Linked DNA regions of Mus musculus: regions 1, 2 and 3 are each linked to region 4. The links are chromatin contacts, called in public HiCAR-type and promoter capture Hi-C maps. All regions are on one chromosome and are shown on one strand. The core of a region is the stretch at or near the end of the contact, and the rest is flanking DNA. Distances in the headings are between cores, read along the strand shown.

Region 1 (3,428 bases), core at 780-3,279, 1.2 Mb before region 4:
GGACACTTTTGTGTTGTAAAGACAGAAATTTGGCTTCCCAGGTGAGCTGAGTACTAAGGTAAATGTAATTTAAATCTCAGCTAGGCTGTTCAGGAGCTCTGGTGCTTTGTAAATGCTCGGAGACTCAAGGTCCTTTTGTAGACTATGGTTTTCAGGGTTATATAGAGGGACATAGTTGAGTAAATGGATATTGGATATGTATTAAAAGAAGATTATTAGATCAACTCAAATGATACAATGTAGGTTGTCAAACAATAGCTATCTTCATACTAGAGAAAACAAGAACCCACTTGTCTTAGTTAGGGTTTTACTGCTGTGAACAGACACCATGACCATGGCAGCTCTTACAAAGGAAAACATTTAATTGGGACTGGCTTATAGGTTCAGAGGTTCAGTCCATTATCATCATGGCAGGAAGTGTAGCAGCATCCAGGAAGGGGTGGTGCAGGAGGAGCTGAGAGTTCTACATCTTGATTCGAATGTAGTTAGGAGAAGAATGGCTTCCAGCCAGCTAAGAGAAGAGTCTTAAAGCCCACCCCTACAGTGACACACTTGCTCTAACAAGGCTGCACCTACTCCAACAAGGCCACACCTCCTAACAGTGCCACTCCCTGCCCAAACATATTCAAACCACCACACCAGTCCTGACCAGTTAAGGGGATGGATATTTCTGCAATCCTAGTCCAGTGCAAAGGCCTAGGGAGTTCCTGCAAAGCCTCTGGTCTTCAGCTCACTCAGGAAGGCTGGTGAAGCTGGCTTCTGATGTCTGCAAAGAATGGCAGCATAGCCACGGGTGAGGTAAGCTGGACAAGATGTTAACTATATAAATGCATTTGCGAGGATAATGGGAAAGTACTAGAAAGAAATAATTGGGAAAATGTTTCCCAAATTTACAGTAGGTCTTCCCTTTCAGAAAACCTAATCACAATAATGCCTAACAGGTGTGCCCAAGGGGATGCCTATTAGTTGATTTCAACTTTAGTCAGGTTGACAACCAAGAGTAAGCGTCACACAGCGCTCATAACATTTTGTCTACTCTATCAGGTAAAAAAATTTTAAAAGAAAATTAATGTAGAGTTGACCTGCATTGAGCATTTCCAGTCCATGGCAACAACATATATTGACTCATGTTATCTTTCTTTCTTAGGATATCTTGAATCTCTTCAACCTAGAAGCATTTAGCCTTAAGTCAACTATTTCTATGATCAAAAAGACCATCCAAGAAAACAAATCTGAAACAATGATAGATAAGACACTGTATTCATGATTGGATCTTATTTTGAAATTACTGTGACATTGGCCAACTGATAAAATCACAAATATTTGGGTATCTATGGGATGCCCCCCACATATATACTCTCTTATCTGCACAGTGATGACCAGGGTGTTCCTGCAAACAATGAAAAGCTCATCTACAAAGTGATGCCAATCCCACGCTGCCATACATCCTAAACTCCCTCCCTCAGCGCTGTGACAGCTAGGATGGTAAGCTTCGGGGAAGTCCAAAAGTGTTTCTCAGGTATTTTGTTTTGTTTCTAAAGCCAAGACATCAGAAAAGCAACGAGAAGCAAGCTACACACACACACACACACACACACACACACTGTAGATAACATATGTACATACATAGGTGTACCTATGTATATCTATTCGTATATGTCTACATGTGTGTATGTATCAATATGTATTTATGTATATATGATTTATATTCACACACATATGTGTGTGTGTGTAGATAGATAGATAGATAGATAGATAGATAGATAGATAGATAGATAGAGATATAATGTATAGGTTTGTATGTTTAACTGTTTGTGTATTTGTTTGTATATGTCTGAGGAAGCCTATGTTCAACCGTACCTGTACAGAATGGATAGATCTAAGCTTGTCTGTTTCTTTTTTAAAGACTTAAAGTTTCTCTGTCTGGGAGTGAAAGTTGCCCATGGAGAAAATCATCAGGAGCTTGGCAGACTCACAGCTCTCCTTGGCAGTAACTAAGGTGTGCGCTGCCTTCAGCCTAGGACTGACTGTCCCCGGGTTCCCTCCTCCTTGCCAGGCTGGCCCGAGGCGGTGCTGCGCTGTGCGGAGGCCCTCCCGCGGGAGGCGCGGGTGTGGAGGGCGTGGGCCGTGGGCGGGGCGAGCCCCGCAGCCCTGGTGTTGGGAGCTGTCAGTGTCAGGCTCAGGAGAGAGGAAGTGATCGCTCCGGGAGGAGCGCTAGCCTAGCCGCGCAGCGTGAGACAGCACATCCTGCTGGCGCGGGCCCGCTGCTCTCCGTCCTCCCGCGCCTCCTCCACGACCTCCAGTGAGCCTCCGCGTACAGCATTCAGGTAACCCATGGGTGGGAGGTCATGTCTATATGCAGCCACCTCTGAGCCCCGAGCCCCCGGCTACATCCGCAGGACACCGGGGAGCAGCAGGGCAGCAGTGACTGCTGCAGCCACCGCTGGGCACACAGCCTGGGCCCCTTTCCCCGTGCTCCTGCATACTGAAGCGCCCCAAGCTGGAGCCCTCCAGAGGCAGCCCTGGCTGCAGCTCCCCAGGAGCGGAGAGGTACAGGCAGAGGAGGACGGGTCAAGGGTGTCATCACCTTGTAGCCCACCTTGTACACTGGGAGAGGCGCATGGCAAGGTTCCTCACCTTGTTTATTTCTCCTCGGGAGCAAAAGGCCAGAAGCTGTGCTGTCCACATCCCCGTGGGCTACCAGCTCATGGCCCCTAGAAAGGGAGACCTACAGAGTGAGGGAAAGGATGCTGTCTGATTACATTTCTGAGCTGTCTGCAAAGCTCTAGGATGCTGTTGCTACCCGCCAAGTCGGAGGGGGCCAATGCACTTCCAACCGAGCTTTAATTAAACACTCATGCAAGATGCCAGTTTCTTTCTCTGCTGGATTAAAAAAAAAAAAGTGTGGCTGGGGATGTGTTTTGGTAAACACCTCCGCGGTTTTCCTTCCCCCACTCCCATCCAGAATTGCTCTGGCCACGTAAAGCTCTGAATCGTCACCAGAGCACTGATCCTGGCAGAGCTGGTAAGGAACTGAGTATGCGGGTGCCTCATGACTTCTACCTCGGTAAACCGGAGACTGAGAACCAGGAGAAAGTATCGCTTAGGAAACCGGAGGCTCAAGGAAAGGAGAAAAAAAAAAAAAAAAAAACCAAAAACCAATAAATATACCGGCTTTCCTGGACTGTAACCACACCTAAGGCAGGAACAAGTAGCCAGCCATTTTCTTGCTGGAGTTGTGTTTGGAATGAGCATTACAGACTTGATGCAGTTTGAAGTTGTGAAGGAATTGCTTCCAGACATTGCAGACTAGCAGGAAGCTTAGCTGACAGTGCAGCATGCCAGTGACAGTCCAAGATAGTCTTGGATAATAGCATGGATATAACTAACCTTCCCCAGAATAGTTTGTGCCATTGTGGAAGTTACGG
Region 2 (3,150 bases), core at 138-2,637, 1.1 Mb before region 4:
ATGAGATATCTTGCCAGTATCAATGTTCTTTAAGTGCAGATAGAGGGTAGAGTCCCTAGTCCTGTTGTTAATAGATGTAAGGATTGGTAAACCCTCCTAAAGTAGCAAATATTTTCCCCACTTTCTCTTTGTGCATGCCTTCCCTGAGTATTGACGGTACCATGTCCCCAGGTAAGATGCTCAAGGTCTGGTGTTAGGACCAGCTGACACAGGGTGCCAAAGATCAAACAGAAAACACAAACCATTCACTGTGAAGCAGGGCTCAGTACTCTAGGTAGATGGAGGATGCCCAAGCTTATACATTCCACTTCTCAGTTCCATTTGCTGTTATGTTCTGATTAGTATTATAACTTTCTTGCAAATCACCTGGTGACACTGATAACTTAGCAGCTTTTATCCAGGGACCCACAGAGTTTACAGTTTGTGTTTCTTTGGGGAAAACATTTCTATAAATATTTATGAGCCACAGAGGAAGTCCCTGGACCTACGCTTTGGGAAAAATGGAGTACTGAGCTTGTCACTCACTCTTCAAGCTATCCAGCACCATGAGAAGTAGACTTCCTCCTAGTGCCACGCACTCAACTCTGTAGCAGTGACAACACAATTCCTCCAAACCCTTCTTTCCAGTGGCTGCTTCATTAAAGATCTGCACAGAGGAACCACTACTCAACTGTTTGTTACTCCCAACATATCCCACGTGTGAACTCTGAGATTCCTCTTTAAAACCAGCAAGGACACAACCAGTTTCCCAGATAACACGATTCAGATGCCAGCCTTCAAAGTAATGTCCGAATCTGCGGTTGCCAGAATAGAAATGAAGTCTGCTTCATTTGAACAGAAAATAATCTTTGGCAGAAGATATGAGATACTTTACAGAATTGATATAAATGCTTGGGAATTTTGGTCAGAAATAGATATGAGACTAGGCAGCATCTGCAGTGGACTGAATAGTCGTGTGTCCTTAAAATTCAAATATTGAAGCCCTAAGTGACCAGGGCCTTTAGGGAAAAGGTGCCCGGTTAAGACATTATAAGTGGGTCTAATCTGATGAGATAAGTGACCTTATAAAAAGAAAGGACACAGTGCCCTTTCTCCATGCAATAGACAAGAGGACATTTGAGAATACAGTGAAGAAACAGTTATCTGATGCTAGCTGAAAGAGCCAGGTTAGAAGTCCCGATGTTCCTTGCACAGGATGTTCCCGTTTGTGCCCAGAATTCAAGCTCTGTAGTCACCGTCGCCTTGCAAGCTTCTAATTTCCCCTGTTCTTTTCCGGTGCTCTCTTGAAATTTGAAGAGCCATCTGGAAGCCTATTAGGTAGTCTTGAGTTACAAGCCCCAGTGTTAGCAGTGAGAGGCGATGCAGGGAAGGACCCCACACGCTGTCCTTGCCACATTCAGCTTCCACAATGTCTGGGCAGACTGCAACTCCACTTTGATCTACTGCAGAGCTCCTGTCCAAAACAGAGTAGTGGATGCTGGGTAGCTAAAAATATATACGGAAAAAAATAATCACTGTGGTGTAAGAAATGAAAAAGAGAGGTGACCAGCAAAATGGTATTTATGATGTGTGCAGAACTCTCCTATACATTATGAGACTAGAGTGTTGCTGTAGAATTTACTCACCTTATAAATCAAGAGTGCAGAGAGAACTTGGCTCCTTTATTTTGTCTGCAGCTGTCTACAATACTACTGGTTGTCAAGGAAACGGTATTAAATAAACAACCATAGTCCATTCTCTACTTTTAAACATTTTCTGTTAGTATGCTCCATTCGTCTTGGATAGAAACCTGTAGGCTCTCCTAAGGGTCCACTCCTATCCACTTTCCTCCATAATTCACAGCCGAATGCGGGGAGAGATGTGCGGTTTACATGATCATATAACCAACATGGATGTAGAGACAACGTAAAGGAGTCTGCCTTGGGCTGGTCCTTGGCTCACATCTGTTGTCCTTTATCCAATGACACTGGTACTCTGGACACCAGGACAAACTGGTACACAGGACATAACATGGAGCTAGTGAAAAGGCGTGGCTTGTCAGTGATTCTAGGGAGCGTTCACCATGGATTTCTTGATGACTTGGTCCCTTCCTGGCTTTCACTGTTTCCAGGCCTTGATTTGATGCCTTCTTTTCTACATAGCCCTTGACCCGATGTCTGCCTACTATGGTTATCAATCTTCCTAATGCTATAACCCTTTAATATAATTCCTCATATTGTGGTGACTCCCCAAACCAGAGAAATATTTTGTTGCTAGCTTACAACTTTAATTTTGCTATTGTTATGAATCGTAATATAAGTATCTGATATTCATGATATGTGATATGCAGCTCCCAAGAGTGTTGAGTCCCCGGGTTGAGAACTGTTATGGTTTGGGGTTTCAAGATGCAGCTTTTAAGAAGAGAGTTGAATTTTACTTTAGTATTCTATTTTCATTCTTCTATTTAAATTCTAGTCTCCTTACTGGCATCTGAGTACACTAAAAGACTCAAAATGAGAATGACTGCATTCAGACAAATGGAGAAACATACAAATAATTTTTAAACATAACTTCACTCTATATAAAAATGAAAAGAGTAAATAAATATATACATTAATTAATACATGTTAAATATATATATGTATATATATATGTATATATACATATGTATATGAAGAGAAAATAGGAGTAGTGAATATTACAGATGTTTACAGGTGATTTTTTTCCCCTGAAGAATAGCAGTTCATGTTCTGCTTGGCCCAAGAAGCCTGCAGTAGCCCCACTTCTAGTCTGACAACATGTCGTGTTCTGGCCATCCCACATACTTCCTTAAACCTCTGGAAATTGTAGAAGTAACATTTAGCAAATAAAAAATTTCCAAGAGAACTTACCAAGACTTGATAAGAGCAGTAAGGATCTGTGATCTGTCTCTCCGCCATCCTTGACTCCAGTCCTACTGCTCAGCTCTAAGGAAACTCCTGTCCATACAAAGCAAAGAACACACCCCGCCCTTACCCTCACTGGAGGCTGATGATGATGCTCTCACCCCTGAGAGCAATGGGGTGTTGACATTTCTCATTCTCCCTTCCCTAATGTGGAAAAGGCTATGTTCCAGGTAAGTATGGCTGTCAGGTGGAAGCACTTTTCTGCAGCTCTGCCCGGACAGGAGGG
Region 3 (3,472 bases), core at 637-3,136, 1.1 Mb before region 4:
TATCTTTTTTTAAAAATCCTGCATTAGTTTAGAAAACAGCCAGTAGGCGGCGCTGCTAGCTCGCTTTTTGGAAAACCCGCTGGCACCCTGATTTCAGCTCTTTTGAAAACATGGAAATTATTTTAGTTTAGTCAAAGCAATCAGAGTGAGAAAATTGGATGAAATACTTCAAAGTTGTCTTTTCGTGTCTTTTGCTACCTCGACCCAAAAACCAAGAATAAAGCTAGGCTACTGCTTTTTCTTTACGTGTCTGAGACGCCCTTAACTGACCCACAGTAAGGATGACTTTGGGAGGTTAAGGTAACCGAGTGTGATTATCTAATTTTTCCATCAGCTTGAGGTTCTGATGTGAAAGTTCTATTCATGGAGAGCCAGAAGAAGGGGGAAATAAAAACCTGTTTACACTTTCACTTTCCAACTGGCCTTGCCAGTTATCCCTTGACCTGGTGTAATGATGAGAAAATATCTATGTAGCCTTGGCCTCCCGAGCTGTGGGCTGGGAGGGGTCTGTGGGGAGGTTGAAGCTGGGGGAGGGGAGAAGTACAAGGCTTGGAGGTAAGACTTTTGCAGATTCAAACGCATTCTCCCAGGGTGCAGATGTGTCTTGACACCCTGTGGAGACTCTCTGAAGTGATCCAAAGGGAACTTTCCACCCTTGCCTCGCACCTCCATTCTTTGAGATGAACTATTGACAGTCCCTCTGTGTTTTATAAACCGCCATGTAAAAACCGTTGCAAACTGAATTAGCCAGCCAACACACTGCGAAGACCTCTTCCAAAGAAAATGCTTCAGCTAAGCATTTCTTACCAAGAAACGCTGGAACCTCCCCAGCTCGTATTCTGCACAATTCCCCCGCCCGCCAGACACCCCGGACCATGTGTATGTTCAAAGTGTTAGGTTGAAACAGACACTAGCCAAGCAACGACACGTGACCGCCGTTCATCTTTTTGAGTGTGCGGGTCGTGGTCGTGCCTGCGGAAGGCATCTGATGCATCCCACCCAGGGCATATCCCACCCAGGGCATCTGAGCTCTGCTTCATGTGGTTTTTCTCCCCACCCCCCACCCCCCCACCCCCCGGGCATTGAGCACTAGCTGGTAGGTGACACTTTTGGCTGGCCTCGTAGCTGGCTGCAGCCGTCTGTCTGTCCTTCCATGGCATGAAAAGTGTGTCCACTAGCTAGCGACTGTAGGCTCAGAGAAACTTCTGCCCCCCTGGCCTGGGGGCTGCAGTAGCATTATCAATCAGTCTCTGAGATGAAGCCTACAGGAGCAGGGGAAATTTGTGCAATCCTCAACGGTAAACACGGGGACCGGTGGTTGAGGTTTCGGAATTGAGAAACATTTGAAAATGTCTATTTGAGTATCTAAAGTAAACCTTTCTTTTCAAGAGAAGGGGGAGCTGAGGGGAACTCTCTGGGTGGCCTTAGGGAGCTCAGCTCACCTTTTGCCTTCATGTCTCTTTTCTCAAACGGTGGGGGTGGGGAAAGAAGGGGAAAGAAAATAAAACCTTGCTTGCTTTTCTGGTTTGTAGATGAGTCCTTTTCAGTTCCCGTCTCACTCAACGGCCAGCCAGCTAACTTAATTTTCATCCATCTTCTTCTCACAGCCCCTCATACACCCACACGCATGTTCTACACCTTCTCTCTCAGCTCTGTGGTCAGTACCAACCAAGCCCTGATGTGACCCCCGGCCCCCATGGCTTTACTGTAGATTTCCCTTGGAGTCTTCCCTTACTCGTCTAACTTTTCTTCTATCGCCTGAAGCTCCTTACAGCTGAAGTGCTTCCAAGTCCTGGCAGACAGCTTCCAGCTCAGGAGGACAATGACAGAGGTGTGGACGGATGCAGATGCAGCAAGGGAAACAGCAGGTGTGCGTGCGCGTGCGTGCGTGCCTACGTACCTGCGTGCGTGCGTGCGTGCATCTTCTACCAGTTGGCTTTCTTTATCCAGTATGTTGCTGTGTGGCCAAAGAAATCCTTTAGGAAAGAAAGCGAGCTTAACGCAGAGGTGAAGAGAAGGTTGCCGGGGGCCCTCACGGGAAGATGTGTTTAGAGCTGACGTCTTGCTCCCCTTTATGCTTGCTCATCTTAAAGTCTTTATTTCAAACACATACTTGTGTTCACAAACCCCCATCCTAATTTATTTCTCCTTTCCACCACGGTTTGCATATCTTCACTTAAGAAACAGGTTCCGTTTCCCTGGATTCCTGCATTTTCTGTTTTAACATGAGAGCCTCTCAGATTTCACTCTTGTGAGGACTTTGTGAGTACTGCTCAAAGTCCTGGAAACTGCACCATGAGGACAAGATGGGAGAGACAAAAGTCTTTGCTCCTTTGTAAAGCAGGAGACCCCAAAATAACCACGAATGATTATTCAATTCTTGTGCAGTAGTGGCTCCTCAATATTAACTCTGCTGTGTTTCTATATCTATTTATGGGAGGCTGTGACCCTAGGAAATTAGCAGTGAATTCTAATGAAATATGTAAGAGATGTTGTCTCTGAGTTGCACTACTCTCAAATAAGTCAAAACATGATCTAGATATGAGGTTTGATGGCTGGCTCAATGTTCCTTCAACAGGAGACAAGTTGGCTGCAGGCTAGCTGGTTAAAAGCTTGTCATGCTAATTTCGGTTGTAAATGCCATGAGATTTCCATTTTTCTTTCTATAAGTATGGGTTAATTTCACAAACGGGGTTAGTTAGGTTTGAGGTTTGCAAAAGAAAAAGAGAAAAAAAAAGGTCTCTTTTCACAAAGCAGTGTTTGGAGGAAAATGCATGAAGCAAAGTCAGAGAAAAAGAGTGTGAGGCTGGCTGTTTGTGGAAAGTTGTAGCAGCCAGTGCTGGAAACAAGAGAAACCAATGGATGCTAAGCACGTGATTGTCCACCAAGAAAGGACAAGCTCAACCAATGCCTTTATATGCGACAGACAGCATGTGGCAGACCTGAAGACCTGGCCTTGATGTTTAAAAGCATTGAAAAATCAGCATGAAAAACGGCATGTTCTTCTCTTGTACAACCTGGGGAGAGATGGGACACAAGAACGGAACAATGGATTAACATATTTGAAAGTGAATCTTTAAGAATAAACTGGGAACACAGAAATGGAGTACATTCCAGGTGGTGTTGGAAGTGTGAGATGTTCACCCTGCATGAGACAAAGGCTGGAATGAGCCAAGAGGACATAGACAGGAGCTTCTCGGTAGACAGTGTCTCGGAGGCCATGAAACACCACCTGCAACCCTTCAGATAACTCCTGACCAAGGGCATAGAGTGGGAAATGGGGTAAAAGAGTGACCTCCTGGCCAAGAAACTGGGCAAGACCTCAGCCCAAAGGCCACGGTCCACTCCAGCAACAGCAGTTGCCCTGGGACCAGCTGTGGGGTCCTCACCAGAGAAGATTGCTCAGACATGGGTTCAGCCAATAGAAGGTCTTTATTACCCAGCCAGCTGACGGCTATAAAGGGGCTTGGGG
Region 4 (3,166 bases), core at 154-2,653:
GCCAGAGGCAAGAACACAGATACGGTAGCTATCCAGTAGAAAGAGATAATTATGGTACAGGGTGTGATGGAAATAATGTTTGATTCCTGCATGATTTTGGTGGTGGAGCTATTAGGATTTGCTGAAGGATTAAAATTTAATTGGAACGAAAGAATAAGGACAAGAAGCTATCAGCTTTTGAAATAGTTACTTTTTTTTTCCCCACCTCTACACAAGTTTGGACTTGTGAACATCTAGATTTCTTGTTTTTGTAAGACCCCCGATGCTGGGCCTCTGCAAGTCCCCAGGTGAGCTGGCCAACACCCCAACGTCCTGAGAGAAAACCATACCTGATGCAAACTGCAAGAGGTTTTATTATCAGCTAGCTGAGGATGAAGTCCCTTTGCTGGTGCAGGGCAGGGGAGTTCGACCCGGTGACAGTAGGGAGCTTTTAACAGCTAGCTGAGGAGTTAGGAGGAGTTGGGAGGAGACTTGGGAGGAGTTGGGAGGAGAGTTGGGAGGACTTGGGAAGAGTTCTTCTCTTCCGGGTGTCCTTGGTGAAATTTACAAGGCAGGAGTGGGGAGTGAGTTCTTTCTGAATTTTTATCTCTGTGTCCTTGGCACAGGAAGGCAGGCATCTCTGGTTGTACAGTATAGAAACAAAAAGGCTTTTTGCTGGCTATAGAGAACAAAGAGCTTCTTTCTAGCTGTATTTTTTAAAGATCAGGGAAAACAAGCTTGGGAAACATCCAGGGGCTTTATCTTCCAGGGAGAAACGCTCTAAGTCAGGGTCTCACATTTTCATCTCACATTGTTTAATAAAAATTCTCAGAATCTTGGTCTTGGAAAAAAAATACACATAAAATAACTCCCAAGATTCTTTCATAGTGCACTTGACCTAGACCAACAAAGTCTGCCCTTCAGGGCTCACTTGTGATAACTACCTGGAAGAAGCTATGCCTACTGCATAAACTCCAAGTACAGCACTGCAAAGGACGAGGGCTGTTGCGAGGGACCGGCGAATGCCACACTATTTCAGAAGCCATAACACTTTGGATTAACCACGCAAGGCTTTCTGGAGAAGACTTCAGTTCGATGAAGTCTTTCTCAAATATTTAATAAGAAGAAACTAGCAAATGGAGAAGATGAGTTAACTCTGAAGGTAACAAGTCGCTCACACAAGACTTTTTGTCTTACACAGCAGCACCTCTCTAGGAAACTCAAGAAATTACAACTACTCCTCAACAGCCGCGCCTTTGGCAGAGCGTTTCTGTCCGCCCGCCCCAAATCCGGGTTTCCGGAAGGACAAGATTCTATGACGGACCAAACCGGATGAAGGTCGCGCGCTCTCTTCCGCCCGCTTTGGGGTTCACCCATAGGCGACTTCCTAGCGGGGGCGGAGCTACGCCCACCTTCTGCGCAGGCGCGGCGCGATGCCGGGGAAGCATGTCTCGAGAGTCCGGGCTTTATATAGGCGAATCTTGCTGCTACATCGGGCTCTGCCCCCGGACCTCAAAGCCCTGGGTGACCAGTACGTGAAGGACGAATTTAGGAGACATAAGACTGTTGGTCCTGGCGAGGCCCAGCGATTCTTGAAGGAATGGGAGGCAAGTGACGCCCCCTCCCCGCCCCCTCGTCCCGGACCTTGGGTTTTCAGTTCAGACCCCACCTTCCTAGCTGCTTCCCAGGGTCCGTGCACGGCCAAACAGGGCGTCTGGAATAGACAGACTAAAGTGGTCAAACAGCACTTCTTTCAAGCTCCGTCGCGAATCCCCCAGCTTCCCGCACAGGCTCTGTGCTTGAGCAGTTTCCCCCGCATTCAGAAGAACTTTCTGAGAGTGCTGAGGGTGCCAGGTGCTGGAGAGAGAAGGGTGGCGTGTCTCAGACGTTACTGCACTCCTGACTGTTTAGTGCTCCAAAAGTTCGTCGGCGTTTGTCCTTTGCGTTGCCTTTAGGCTGTTTAGGTGACAGCCGTGTAATTAACATGATGTCATTACTTAGCTGCCAGAATTAGATCATTTCGATCATTTGTTAATTTGTAATTGTAGGGCCTTAGTAAGCTTTCCACTTGACAGATAAATTATATAACCTAGAAAAGACCTAAGGATTGCAATTTGTTAAAGGGGTAATGCTGGCGGGGGCACGCGTTTGGATTCAGTGTTTGACTTTTCTCTTTTCTTTCTTATTATTTATTTTAGGTACATATTTATTTATTTGTGTGTATACGGGTGTGTGTGTGTGTGTGTGTGTGTGCTGGAGGTCAGAGGCTAACCCAAGGGAATGGTCTCTCCTTCCACCACATGGCTCCTGGGGATCAAACCGCGGGCTGCACAGCTTGGCAGCAGACACCTTTCTCAGTGAGCCATCTCCACGACCCTAATACCTTTTTTTTTTTTTTTTTTCTCTTAAGAATGAAGGGGGAGAAAGAGTATTGCATGATGCTGAAGAGTCTTGCAGGATCTCCTCCCATCTTGAAAATATCAGGAGGTGAAAGGAGTTGGGCATTTCTAGAGTGCATCTAGGTATTTTAAAGAAACTGCTCTGGTAAAGTAAAAAAGATTTTTCATGCTGATAGTGGCTGAAGTGATATTTACCTTTAAAACAACATAAAGATTAGGCTAGGGAAAAGCATTTTCATTGAATTCTATAATTCTTGATTGTAGAATTATTGAAGAGAGAACTTTATAATAATGAAATGTATAACTTTCTTAAAAGTCTTGGTTTATTAGATATAATTTGGTTGCCAGGAGCTGGGGAGGTTTAATATTTTTAAATGCAAAACACTTTCTTTAAATATGTAGTTGGTATTGAAATCAGAAAACTAGATTTAAATTCAGACCTCAGCATTTACTAAACATTACATCAGTTAATTTTTCTAGTCTTTCGGTCTGTAAAATAACGGTATTTACAACAGGCATCTCAATGTTAGTGTATTTATTACTTTATTTTATTCAGTTTGTTTGAGTCAGTGTTTTCCTGTGTTCTTGGCTGTCCTGGAACTCAATCTGTGGACCAGGCTGGCCTGCAACTCAGAGATCTGCAATGGATAATGCTAGTATATTTAAAAAGTACTATTTATATTGTTAATCATATCAAAGCTATAATAAGTGTTTGTAAAGTCATGTCTATTAAGTAAGTTTGAAGCCAGACAGGAAGACTTTATCTGTGCTGAGAAGAAAGACTTCTA

Evidence for each region. Promoter capture Hi-C pulls out the DNA fragments that hold promoters and counts their contacts. HiCAR-type assays count read pairs that join an accessible place to other places.
Region 1: a HiCAR-type map of astrocytes shows a contact between it and region 4, with 4 times the contacts expected there. The contact joins the promoter of Dync1i1 here to the promoter of Sdhaf3 in region 4. A contact is called at or near these places in 6 of 39 promoter capture datasets (the C10 cell line, cranial neural crest, embryonic stem cells and 3 more) and 2 of 115 datasets of contacts at active chromatin or transcription factors (astrocytes and forebrain).
Region 2: a promoter capture Hi-C map of embryonic stem cells shows a contact between it and region 4, with 6 times the contacts expected there. The contact joins the enhancer-like site here to the promoter of Sdhaf3 in region 4. A contact is called at or near these places in 4 of 39 promoter capture datasets (the C10 cell line, cranial neural crest, embryonic stem cells and 1 more), 1 of 484 Hi-C or Micro-C datasets (cortical neurons) and 1 of 9 other capture datasets (adipose tissue).
Region 3: a promoter capture Hi-C map of the C10 cell line shows a contact between it and region 4, with 20 times the contacts expected there. The contact joins the enhancer-like site here to the promoter of Sdhaf3 in region 4. A contact is called at or near these places in 9 of 39 promoter capture datasets (3T3-L1-derived adipocytes, the C10 cell line, the HPC-7 cell line and 5 more), 2 of 484 Hi-C or Micro-C datasets (cortical neurons and palatal mesenchyme), 3 of 115 datasets of contacts at active chromatin or transcription factors (astrocytes, cardiomyocytes and fibro-adipogenic progenitors) and 2 of 9 other capture datasets (adipose tissue and liver).

Annotation. Positions count from the first base shown.
Region 1 is chr6:5,723,610-5,727,037 of GRCm38.p6, forward strand. Dync1i1 (dynein cytoplasmic 1 intermediate chain 1) reads left to right here and starts at 2,030. Exons shown (of 17, transcript NM_010063.4): 1 at 2,030-2,327.
Region 2 is chr6:5,806,729-5,809,878 of GRCm38.p6, forward strand. The region is part of intron 6 of Dync1i1 (dynein cytoplasmic 1 intermediate chain 1); the gene reads left to right. Gm34527 (a long non-coding RNA gene) reads right to left here. Exons shown (of 4, transcript XR_377319.4): 3 at 2,871-2,957; 4 at 1-1,485. Among named protein-coding and RNA genes, the nearest start is that of Gm34527, 12 kb to the right of the region's middle. Within about 2 kb of position 1,388, at least 9 of the 459 cell types and tissues checked have an H3K27ac peak or open chromatin away from gene starts, as enhancers often do.
Region 3 is chr6:5,858,520-5,861,991 of GRCm38.p6, forward strand. All of the region lies in intron 6 of Dync1i1 (dynein cytoplasmic 1 intermediate chain 1), which reads left to right. Among named protein-coding and RNA genes, the nearest start is that of Gm34527, 40 kb to the left of the region's middle. Within about 2 kb of position 1,887, at least 11 of the 459 cell types and tissues checked have an H3K27ac peak or open chromatin away from gene starts, as enhancers often do.
Region 4 is chr6:6,954,615-6,957,780 of GRCm38.p6, forward strand. Sdhaf3 (succinate dehydrogenase complex assembly factor 3) reads left to right here and starts at 1,404. Exons shown (of 2, transcript NM_001077713.1): 1 at 1,404-1,586. The coding sequence starts at 1,413.